Linked DNA regions of Mus musculus: region 1 is linked to region 2. The links are chromatin contacts, called in public HiChIP or PLAC-seq maps. All regions are on one chromosome and are shown on one strand. The core of a region is the stretch at or near the end of the contact, and the rest is flanking DNA. Distances in the headings are between cores, read along the strand shown.

Region 1 (5,152 bases), core at 1,088-3,587, 170 kb before region 2:
TTATAGTTTCTGTATCTCATTCTAAAAGAAGGGTGTCGGAGTTATCTCTGCCAGGGTGACCTTGACAGGTGGCTTGGCTGTGGGCTGTGCCCCTGCCGCTTTGTGGTTTCCATCTTAGGGAAACACACATCATGGTGTACAGGATTATGCATCACTTTAAAAACAGCAGGTCTATTTTGACTCTCGCTATAGACTTTTCATCAAACCAGGCAGACAGCAGGCACTGAGCGGATCTGTGGTGTTAGTGACTTCTGAGCAACCAGGGGCTGGTTAGTGGGGATTTCAGAGGAGGTGTCAGCAAAGGAAATATTGCAGATGTGGCCACCTGTCCACTCTTCAAGGCAAAGTGTCACCACATCCACATGAGGAGCCATTGGGTCATTTTAATACAAGGTCACAGTTCACCCTGCTCTCTCACTTTGCTGATGTCCCTGATTACGCAGCAGCAGCAGCAGCCAGCAGCCGCCGCCACAGGGGTCAGTAGTGGTCACAGCAGTGTTTGTGCACTGAGCCTGGGATGCTTTGAAGAGACCACATGAATTCTGTAGAATATGAGTGGATCTAAATAGACCTGTTTCTGAAGATGGCTTTTCCACTTGACCTCAGGGAAACCATCATTTCAAACAGAAAAAAAAAATCCCACTAGAGTTTCAGCTGAGATAGTTTTGAGGATGTTGATGGGAGGAATCTCTCCTACACTGGTCTGGTCTGAGCATTGTGCTGCTCAGAACCCCTCTTGGCTTTAGGGGTACAGCGGGAGGAGGGATTGCAGGGTATCACAGTTTTCCATTTGCACTGGGAGCTTTCCAGGGCACTGATAACCTTCAATCCAGCAGTTTGGCATAGCTCCAGGGTATATCCTAAGACACTTTCATCTTCGTGTGGCTGTGAAGGCAGCACAAAGGCGGGATGGTGTTCACTCAGGATCTGGGCAGACACAGAGAAAATCATGAACTCTTCTTTCTAGATCAGTGCCGCATCCCCAGAGCCCCAGCAGCCAGCATGCTACTCTGGAGGGCGTGTGCTGTGAAGAAAATGAAGGAATGCAAAGCGAGGTGGCATTCTCTTCACCTGGCAGAGATACTGTCACCAGAAGTGTGCCTGTAGTTGTCATATGTCAGCGGACCACCCTCAAGCTAAAGGCAAGAGTGATGTGTGTGATGTTTGAGAGCTCTATGCTGGTCTCAGTGGCTTGGAGTCCACTGTTGCATTGTGAGTAGTCATACTTTCTAGAGAACAATGTAGGTGACTAAATGCTGTACATCTAACCATGGCTCCATCAAAAAGTTGGGGACTGCGTGGCAACTGCTGTGACAAGGACCCTTTTTAAAGGCTAATAAAATAAAATAAAATGAGGCCTTCAAAAGCAAGGTTTGGGAGCCAGAGAGAGCTTAGCTTAGCTGTTAAGAGCACTAGCTCTTATTTCAGAAGACCCTGGCTTGAGTCCAGACATAGGTGTGGCAAGGCTCACATTCTCTACTGACCAAGCACTGACAGCTTTGAGGGTTCCTGTAACCCCAGAGGTGTCCCTCATGTGGCTTCTCAGGTTTCAGTGGCTCTGGTGGTGGCTTTCACACAGCTCATGGCTGTCAGTTGCTCTGATAATGTCTTCCATATATACCATCAATGGTGTTTCCCACATCACTTTGGAAGTTTCCAGTGGCTCTTCCAGCATCCTTGACTGTGCCGAATATAGAAGAAACACATTCTCCTCATAGAGCCACAGATCCCAAGATCAAGTGGTCAGAGTTCAGGGGATTTTCCATTTGATAGCAAGGGGGTCAAACAGCAGGTATGTCTAGAGCGCACCGCAAGTCTCATTCCAGATGGTGACTCTTCAGATGAAACAAGTGAGGACCGAGGGCGCCGTTTCCACTATGTTCACTCTAGTGCCACGGACTCCCTCACACTAGCTGTCAGGCACTCCTCGAATTATGCAGTTCTTGTAACAATTGACAGTGATGTGGTCTTTTAGTGACCCCCGTCTGTATACCGATGGGCGCCAGGCAGTGTGGCAGCTGGCAGGGCTCTTTCCAAACGCTACTTACTAGCTTCTTACCTTCTTAGCTAGAGTTTATGCAACTCAAATTCATATGCTTTCCCTCAGTCTCCCACCCACGCCTTTCCCAGTTTTCTCAAACCCACCTCCACTCTCAGCCTCCATCTTCCTTTATAACCCGGTGAACTTTGCCAGCCCTCCTGAGGAGCAAGAAGCCGCGCACCTCTCCCCTTCCTCTCCTCCCCCTGGTGGGCGGAGCAGCTCTGCTTCAGCTCCTGTTGCTATGACTCTGTTGCTAGGATCAGGCTGTCTCCATCCCCGGCAGGAAACATGTAATGAATTATGGATGGCTGATTCTCTCGGAGAGACCTGATCTGTAATGCAGATGAGCTCAAAGCACCCCCTTTTCTTCTGGTTTCTTAAGAAAAAAAAATCAGTTTTAAATCTGACGGAGCGCTGTCCAAGCCCCAGTTGCCCCTGGCAGTGGCTTCTGCTGAGATGGGTGCTGATTTTCATGCAAAGGGCCTGGGCCAAGCTCTGCTATTTGTGCTGAGGGCCTTGCAGGATTTTCTCTGGTCCTGTGACCCTGTGGGGCATGCTCGCTTTTCTCTCTCTTTTTGTGCTGAGAGGAGAAATGGAATATAAACACTAACATGACATTTTATACAAACACTAGACATGACATTTTCTAAGTGCATGGCCTCCTCCTGTGGGCACAGTGCAAGCACTGAAGGCCAGGTCTCAGGTTCATCCATTCTCTCTCTCTCTCTCTCTCTCTCTCTCTCTCTCTCTCTCTCCCTCATTTATAGCTCTCCCCGCACTCCCCCCCCCAACCCGGTTCCAGCCATCTTTGTGCACAGAAGCCCGCAACAGCGAGGGCAAGAGAGGGCCTGCATTGCAGGGTCACTGTCAGCATAGTGGCTTTGATGCTACCCCACTGCCCTGAGGTCACGGGTCAGAGGACAGAAGCTCTGTCCCCTACCCTTTCTCTTTCCAGCATCCAGAGTGTATGTCCATGAGCGTGGATGTCAGGAGGAAGTCTCAATGCCTATTGATCATTCCATGTGCCCTGTGGAGCAGCTCTGGGCTCCAGGATGGGTAGCAGTGTTGCTGTGGTACAGCTTGCTCAGAACTATTGGCAGGATTTTTGCATCGTGAAGAGGCAGCCAACACAATTTGGGAACGTCTTTGGTTTGCTCTGGAGAGATGTTCAGAGGGTAAAATGCACACAGGCGCTGGGTGTGGGATGTGAGACTGTACCTCCAGTACTGGAGTAGGAACTGGTATATCCCAGGGGCTCACTGGCCAGCCAGTCTACGAAAACAGTGACCTCTGGGATCAGTGAGAGACCATGTCTCAAAAAATAAGTTACTGGGGAAGGCAGGAGAGCCAACATCTGGGTTCCATATGTGCACATACATGCTTCCCACACCTGAGCGGATGGGGGAGAACATCAAAGCTAAAAGAGAGCTGGAGAGATGGCTCAGCAGGCAGGAGCACTGGCTGCTCTTGCAGAGGGCCTGCTTTCAATGCCCAGTAGCTGCCAACTGTCTTTAACTCCAGTTCTAGGGGATCTTCTGACCTCCGCAAGCACCAGGCACTCACAGGTGGTGCACAGACATACACGCAGGCAAAACACCAGAACACATAAAAATAAATGATTTATTTACTTAACAAACAAACTTAAAAAAAAGCCTTTTCCAGTTATCCATGTGACCAGAAATTAAATATCCAGACTGTATAAATCATTTTTAAAATTAAAACCAAACTCTCTTCCCCTTATCCAGTCAATAAGCAGGTGATTGAATTGAATAGACACTTCTCAAAATAAAAAAATATAAGTGGCTAATAAGTATACAAAAAAAAAAAAAAAACCAACCCACAAATGCTCACAGAATCAGTATCCATCAGGGTAATACAAACCAAGTGAACACAGAGATTACATCTCCTGTCTATCAGAACGGTCATTGCCATAACAACAGGACAGGATTGCACCCTTATCCACAGCTAATAAGAATGTAAAACAAGGGCTGGTGAGATGGCTCAGTGGGTAAGAGCACCCGACTGCTCTTCCGAAGGTCCGAAGTTCAAATCCCAGCAACCACATGGTGGCTCACAACCACCCGTAATGAGATCTGATGCCCTCTTCTGGTGTGTCTGAAGACAGCTATAGTGTACTTACATATAATAAATAAATAAATCTTTTAAAAAAAATGTAAAACAAAAACCCAAACTTCATACGATCCAGCTGTACCATTCATGAAAATATATACCAAAGGAACGTCTATCACAGATTGGAGATACCTGCCTAGCCATGCTCACACAGCCAAGTCATGGGCTCAGTCTAGCTCCCCATCATCAGATGAGTGGATGACGGAGGTATGGTACTGGGGCTGGGGAGATGGCTCAGTTGGTAAATGTCAGCCATGCAAGCATCAGGACCTGCTTATAGATCCCAGCACCTACATAAGAGCTGTGTGTGGGAGAGTATGTCTATAAACCCAGAGCAGGGGTGGAATGGAAGCAGGAGCATCTCTAAAGCTCCCTGGCCTGGCAGCTTAGCAGAATCAATGAGCTGCAGGGAGGGTTGGTGAGAGACTCTTTCCAAAAAGGATAGAGAATGTTTGAGGAAGACACTCAGATTTGACCTCTGACCTTTGCGTGCAGCCATACCCACCCATACATTTGCACATGCATATGGAAATGAAAATGCCTTATGATGTTACACTCAACAGAAACGGTTATACTGTTTGCAAGAAAATGGGTGGAACTGGAGATTATCTTGCTAAGCGGGGAGCCAGACTTTGACAAAAATCACATTTTTATCTCACATATGAAATCTGGATTTTACACACACACACACACACACACACACACACTCACACACACACAGAGAATCACCATGAAGCTAGAAGGGGGACCATTTAGGTAGAGGAAGGGCATAGCAGAAGTGAGGGCACAATAGTGTGCCCTGTCAAAGAGTGGGAAGTACTTGCACAATGATGTCACGCAGAAAAAGGCAATGTTATTTTGAAATCTATTCTTTGTACAGCGAGTTTACACTAGTAAAGAAAAGAACCTCACGTAGACTGAGCACAGGGAGATTTGGGACCCTCAGGAGACTGAAGACAGCCTCTTCTGCAGCCCACCCCA
Region 2 (5,716 bases), core at 1,065-3,564:
TGAACAAAACAGGCCGCCGGGACATCAATGTTTGTCGAGCAGTACTGAGTAATGTTCCCCGTTTTGCAAGATGTTTTCTCAAAATAAAACCTAAAGACAGACACATTTCAACCGACATAAGAGAAAGCTAGCTTTTTACCATTCTTCCCAATCTGGAGCTGTTTCGGCAGCATCTGACACTAGAAACAGACAACACAGCTACTGCAGGCTCACCAGGCTCCTCAGAGCACTCATCTCAGCCAGCCACAGTATAACTGTGTCTATGATGTTTCAGTCCATCCCGCCTCCCAAAGCAAAGGTAGGGTCATTCCTGTCTTGCTGTGGGTTGCCCGGTGCTGTTTGTATTCTGATGTTAATTCTTTTTTGAGAGGGAAGATCTCCCCCCCCCCCCCCGACCCCCGAGGAAGGGGAGATCATGTGAACCTTCTCCCCATTCTAGGTGGTCAAATAAAGGCCAGAGCCTGTGATTGGGCAGTGGAAGGAAAAGGTGAGGCTGGAGGTTTTAGAGAGTCAGAGAGGAAGGAGATGGAGGAAGACAGAGGAAGAGGAGGTGGAAGGAAGATGAAGCAGAACCACATGGCCTGGAGAAGCCTCGAGTACGAAGGGATCTCATAGCTGGGGAATAGAGCAGTGTAGTGATAAGTCTGCCCAGCCTAGGCATGCAGCTTGTAAATATTGTAACTGAGTTGTGTGCTTTTTGCACAGGCTTATTGGGGTTGGAGACTTACTGCAACACTGTCTTCTGTTCCCAGGGTGGAGGGCCCACAACGGGGGCTTCAAACGGTACTTGTTTGTAGCACCCAGGTAGGTAGAGTACTTTAAGAGTCCTGGACACACTACACCAGAGAGTAGTGTGAGTCCTTGAAAGAGCCACCTCTTAGAATGGAAGTCAAATCCTGCCAGCAGCAGCCAGCAGCAGCCAGCAGCAGCCAGCAGCAGCCCAAGCTTCCTGAGTGATACGTGAGAGATCACTCGGTTCTCAGTGACCCTGGAAGAAGAGAGCTGGGAATGCCATCTCCTGCCCCACTTCAAAGTACCAAAGACGAAGGCATCTTTTCTGACTTGCAGGCAGCTCAATGCCTGGAGGTGAGGACCTGAAATTTAATCACTCCTCAGGCTCAGCAGCTGCCAAAAGTTACTGACTGACATGTCCCAGAGCTCAACCAACAGTGTGGCTCTCACTGAAACAGTCCTTCTCTTTCAAGGTTTCATCTCTGGTGTTTCCGAGGAACAGGGCATTGAAATCAGGGGATCGGTGTAAGAATGAAAACACGAGGTAGCAATTCAACGAGAATGCTCGCTCTTACATAATCCGCGGCCAAGACAGGTTTCTATAAGAAGTTGCAATGCTTTACTGGAAAGTGGGATCTTCAGATACAGAGCAGGGACACTGAATGTGCCACACCCAGACTCTTCTGGGTGTTTCAGGAGGGTGGGCAACATGGAAGCAATTCCCAGCTGCAGCTATAGGACAGGAAAATAAAACCCCTGCCTCCAAGGTCTGAGCCTCCCCTGCCTCCCCACACAGGAACTTTCAAGTGCTTGGGGTGTGGGTGGGGAAGTAGTGAATCCCAAGGCCACCAAGGTCCCCAGGATCTCAGCAAAGGAAACCAGCCTTCCTCGGACATTCATGACTCAGTTTCAAATCAGACAGTTTGAAATAGCCGAGTCAGTGGGAAATCAATCATTTGTCTTAGGGGGCAGCATGGGCCTGCCTTGGAGAGGCTGGAACCTTCCTAGCATTCTATTTAGTAAAAGGCAATGGGCAATCACCACTGACATCTTCACTAGCAACATCTGTAGCATACTTCTCACATACTCTTCCAGTCTCTGGGAACCATGCACAGTGGTTTGCAGGGGTTGGAAATGGCCTCCCTGCACAGCGGCTCTTTACACATCAATATCTTAGTTCAGTGTATTGACTGCTCTCCATTGATTACCCAAAGGCCCCCTGCCAGGTGCTGCAGTCTGTGCAGATGCGGCCCTGGGGGGGAAACCAAGGCGGGCCTCAGCCCGGTGCTGGAGGCAGGGCAGGTCATACAGGAAGAGTGGCAACTGTGCACGTGTGCACGGCTATAAACGCGGAGGGTGTGAATGGGGGAGGGGGTGAAAACCACAGGACTCAGCCTGGTGTTCAGATGAGGTTAGTCCCCTGGGCCAGAATGGGGTCTGAGCACACAGGGCTGACAGATGGGAATGGTGGGCACTGAGGAGAAGCAGGGCCTCTCCAGGGCGGGGGTCAGAACAAAGGCTCAGAGCAGAAGAGCCCAGGAGTGGCTTGAGGCTGGGAGAAGAGGGGCCTAGGACACAAAAGGTATTCAGGCTTCCATTCTGCTGTTGCTTAATTAAGCCAAAGGGCAGGGCCATGGAGGCTGTGTGTGTGTGTGCTGAAGCAGCTGCTCCGGGGCTCATCAGCCCCTTCCCCCTCTTCCCTCTCCACCCTCTCCACCCTCTCCTCCAATGCAGACCTCAGAAAGCAAAGGAGTGCCTCTCTGTGGCGTGTGGGGGTGTGGGGTGGGGTCAGGTGCCTATGTGCAGGTCCCTGCCTGGGGTTTCATGTCCATAACACTACTGAGGGTCCCCCTGCACCCGAGGGACAGAGTGTGCTCCTCTGTTGGAGGGAAACTTGTGAGTGGGCAGGGCTCCAACTTGTCCAGAGGAGGGGATGAACCAGGAGTCACAGTCTAGAGCACTGCTGGCAGAGCATCTTCCCACTAAGGCACAGCTCTGTTGCACAGATACGCTGAGTCAGCCTGAGGTGTGGAACTGTGACCATGAAGGCAAAGGTAAGGAAACAGAAAGCCCCAGGACAGCCCCATCTCAGGTCTCCAGAAGCATGGCCCATTTCTCTGCCCCTCAGTTTCACTTGGGGAGGGAGGGAGTCACTTAAGGCTTAGCATTTTTATTCTCCATTGAATCTGGGAGAGAAGAAGACAGCCACAAGGGTCTGGGTGGGGTCTGAATAACACAGAGGTCTGCAAAGTAAAAATTATTTCCATCTCAATTAATTTTCTTGATTTACTTACAAAACTTGATTTTATTTTCTCCTGCTTAAATCCTTTCTGTCTCTGTGCAGGGCACTGGGTGTGCTTGCCTAGTGCTTTTTCATGGGGACTATCTATCTGGCTTTGCTCCTGGACATCTGATATATCTGGCTTCAGTATATTTCAGGGCCTATACAAGAGTATTCTGTGGGTGCTTCTTTATGTAACGTCATTTTGCTTCACTGTCTTTGAGGGGAGAAAAAAGGAAAATGACGGCACTCTTTAACTATATTTAAAAGAACAAAACAAAAACAAGAATAACAGGCTTCCAGCTATCCTCAGCAGATTTCTGTTCCCGTATAGTTGGTGCGACAGTCGCCCTACACACAGGTTTTGTGTAAACTTTTCTAACCGATCTGCTATGCTATGTCACAAGTCACATTGTATTCTTCAAACAATGTGTCCTGGAGTTTTAGACAGTCACCTTTACTTACTAGTGTGATTATAATAATTAAGTACCTGTATGTATGGACACATACAACCTTACATCCAGATACTTAATTCTGCTGGTTGTTATACAAGATTTGCTAAAACAAATCTTGTGGGTTCAGAATGTACTTATGTTGGTAGAATATTTATTTATATAGAGTCTTGGTGGGGAGGGAGGTTCTTTCTTTCTTTCTTTATTTGTTTATTTATTTTTGTTCAACTTGAGACACAAGCTAGAGTCTTCCAGGAAGAGAAAATCTCAGCTGAGAAAATGCCTTCCTCGGGTTGGCCCGTAAAAAAGTCTGTAGGTCATTTCTTTGATTTATGATTGATGTGAGACGACCTAGCCTACTGTGTGTGGTGCTGCTATCCCTGGGTCCTGGATCGAAAAGAAAGCCAGCCTGGCAGGAAAAGGAGCAAGCCAGTAACCAGTGCCCCTCCATGGCTTCTGCTTTAGCTGCTGCCTCCAGGTTCCTGCTTGAGTTTCTGCCCTGGCTTCCCTTCATAATAAATTGTGATGTTGAAGTGTAAGCTAAATAAACCTTTTTCCCCCTAAGCTACTTTCGGTTATGCTGTTTTAACACAGCAATAAACTAAGAGTAAACGGAGGCACTGAACACACACAAAGCCCTGGTTTCAATGTCTAGTACGATGTTCCAGTCATTCTGGTGCATACATGAAAGCCAACACATTTGGGAGGCAGAGACAGGAGGAGCAGAGTTCAAGGTGAGCCTGGGCCATGTAACATTGTCTCAAAAGAAAATCTTTAAAGACTGCCTGCTCTTTTGTGTTTGTATAAATGACCCACCCACCACACTCCCATTATGATTGCCAGTAATTTTCCTAAGCAGAAACTGGACACTTAGGGCATCAGAGTATAAGTGAGGAATGAAGGAAAAAAAGAAAGAAGGGAGGAAGGGAGGGAGGGAGGGAGGGAGGGAGGGCCGGCCAGAAAGAGGGAGGGAGGGAGGGAGGGCCGGCCAGAAAGAGGGAGGGAGCAAGGGAGGGAAGGAGGGAGAGAAAGACAGAGGTAGAGACAGAGACACAGAGAGAGACAGAGACAGACAGAGAGAGACAGAGAAAGGCACACACACACAGGGAGAGAGACAGAGAGTCAGAGACAGAGAGACAGACAGAGAGACAGACAGAGAGACAGAGAGGGAACAGAATGAAGATCACTGCTACAGGGTTCTCACTGTGAACAGGCACAGTCGCTCCCAGACCTACACTGAGAGCACCATGTAGCCACCCCTCTGCTTTTCTCAAGCTTCTGCCTTGAGCCCCGAGGAGACTCCTTTTCTCTGGTCTCCTCCTTTCTCCCGGGCCAATCCCAGGCTCTTATTTGCTCCAAGTCCTCATACTCCTCACCTGCTACCCTGAGCTCCTTTGGCATCTTTGGAGTCAATTGTCTCTATCAGGCACACAACACTGGAGTCCTTCACAAACGCTGGTGCCACCTTCATAAGAAACCAAGTTTAGCAAGTCTTGGCTGGCTTGGAATATTCTCCTGTTAGAAGATATAAGTCTTGTGGTCTCGCTCCATGCTTTACAATTCTCAGGCCTTAATGTTCCCTGCGTCTCCTGAGGTGTTCACATCTCAGGATCAGCTCCATGTGCCCAGGGGCTTAGGACAGAACCCACACTCAGTGAACCTAACACCCAGGGCTGGAGAGGGAACAGAGGAGTCTAGGGTTCCAGACCCAAGGAGGTGTCCTAGAGATCCGGAGCCTGGCAGGAGCCTGTCAGCTGCTCAAGAGCCCTTGCAGCACAGAGGAACATCCTCTGCACATTTTCTCCCAGACCTCGGATTAAACTGCTTCCCCAGGTCTCAGTCTTGGTTTTACACTTTGCTGGGTTGACATCTGCAAGCTACCTTCACCCCCACCCCAGTCCTTCCTGGTCTGACTGCAGTTGCTTTCCTCAAAGCTCTCTTTCTCTGTATGGCTAGGAAGCTCTCCTTTGTATCCCCGGGCCTCACCAGGCCCCTTATCCTGCCAGTGTAGCTCTGTTGAGAGCTTCCTGAAAAGCGGCACTACCCGTGGGTGACATCATCACACACTGGAGCATATTGTCCCCTGCCTTTGCCCACAGTCGGCTCTGCAGCTGCCATGGTCACCTTAGAAACTGAGACCTTACAAGTACTTCACTCCTACACCAAGGCTCTTTACCCTAGGGAGTTGCCAGCTTTGTTGAATATGGACCAAGGAGTCACTTGCCCTGGCTTCGAGGCTCCTCTGCCTTGG

What was found. HiChIP or PLAC-seq counts read pairs in DNA pulled down with a chosen protein or histone mark.
Region 1: an H3K4me3 HiChIP or PLAC-seq map of embryonic midbrain shows a contact between it and region 2, with 3 times the contacts expected there. The contact joins two enhancer-like sites. A contact is called at or near these places in 3 of 484 Hi-C or Micro-C datasets (embryonic stem cells, pancreatic cancer cells and stem cell-derived motor neurons), 7 of 115 datasets of contacts at active chromatin or transcription factors (astrocytes, embryonic basal ganglia, embryonic forebrain and 4 more) and 1 of 9 other capture datasets (embryonic stem cells).

Annotation. Positions count from the first base shown.
Region 1 is chr12:117,342,631-117,347,782 of GRCm38.p6, reverse strand. No RefSeq gene overlaps it. Among named protein-coding and RNA genes, the nearest start is that of Gm5441, 8.2 kb to the right of the region's middle. Within about 2 kb of position 2,337, at least 94 of the 459 cell types and tissues checked have an H3K27ac peak or open chromatin away from gene starts, as enhancers often do. A contact at or near this core is called in embryonic basal ganglia, embryonic forebrain and stem cell-derived motor neurons, where this site is marked.
Region 2 is chr12:117,169,684-117,175,399 of GRCm38.p6, reverse strand. All of the region lies in intron 13 of Ptprn2 (protein tyrosine phosphatase, receptor type, N polypeptide 2), which reads right to left. Among named protein-coding and RNA genes, the nearest start is that of Gm10421, 21 kb to the right of the region's middle. Within about 2 kb of position 2,314, at least 48 of the 459 cell types and tissues checked have an H3K27ac peak or open chromatin away from gene starts, as enhancers often do. A contact at or near this core is called in embryonic basal ganglia, embryonic forebrain and stem cell-derived motor neurons, where this site is marked.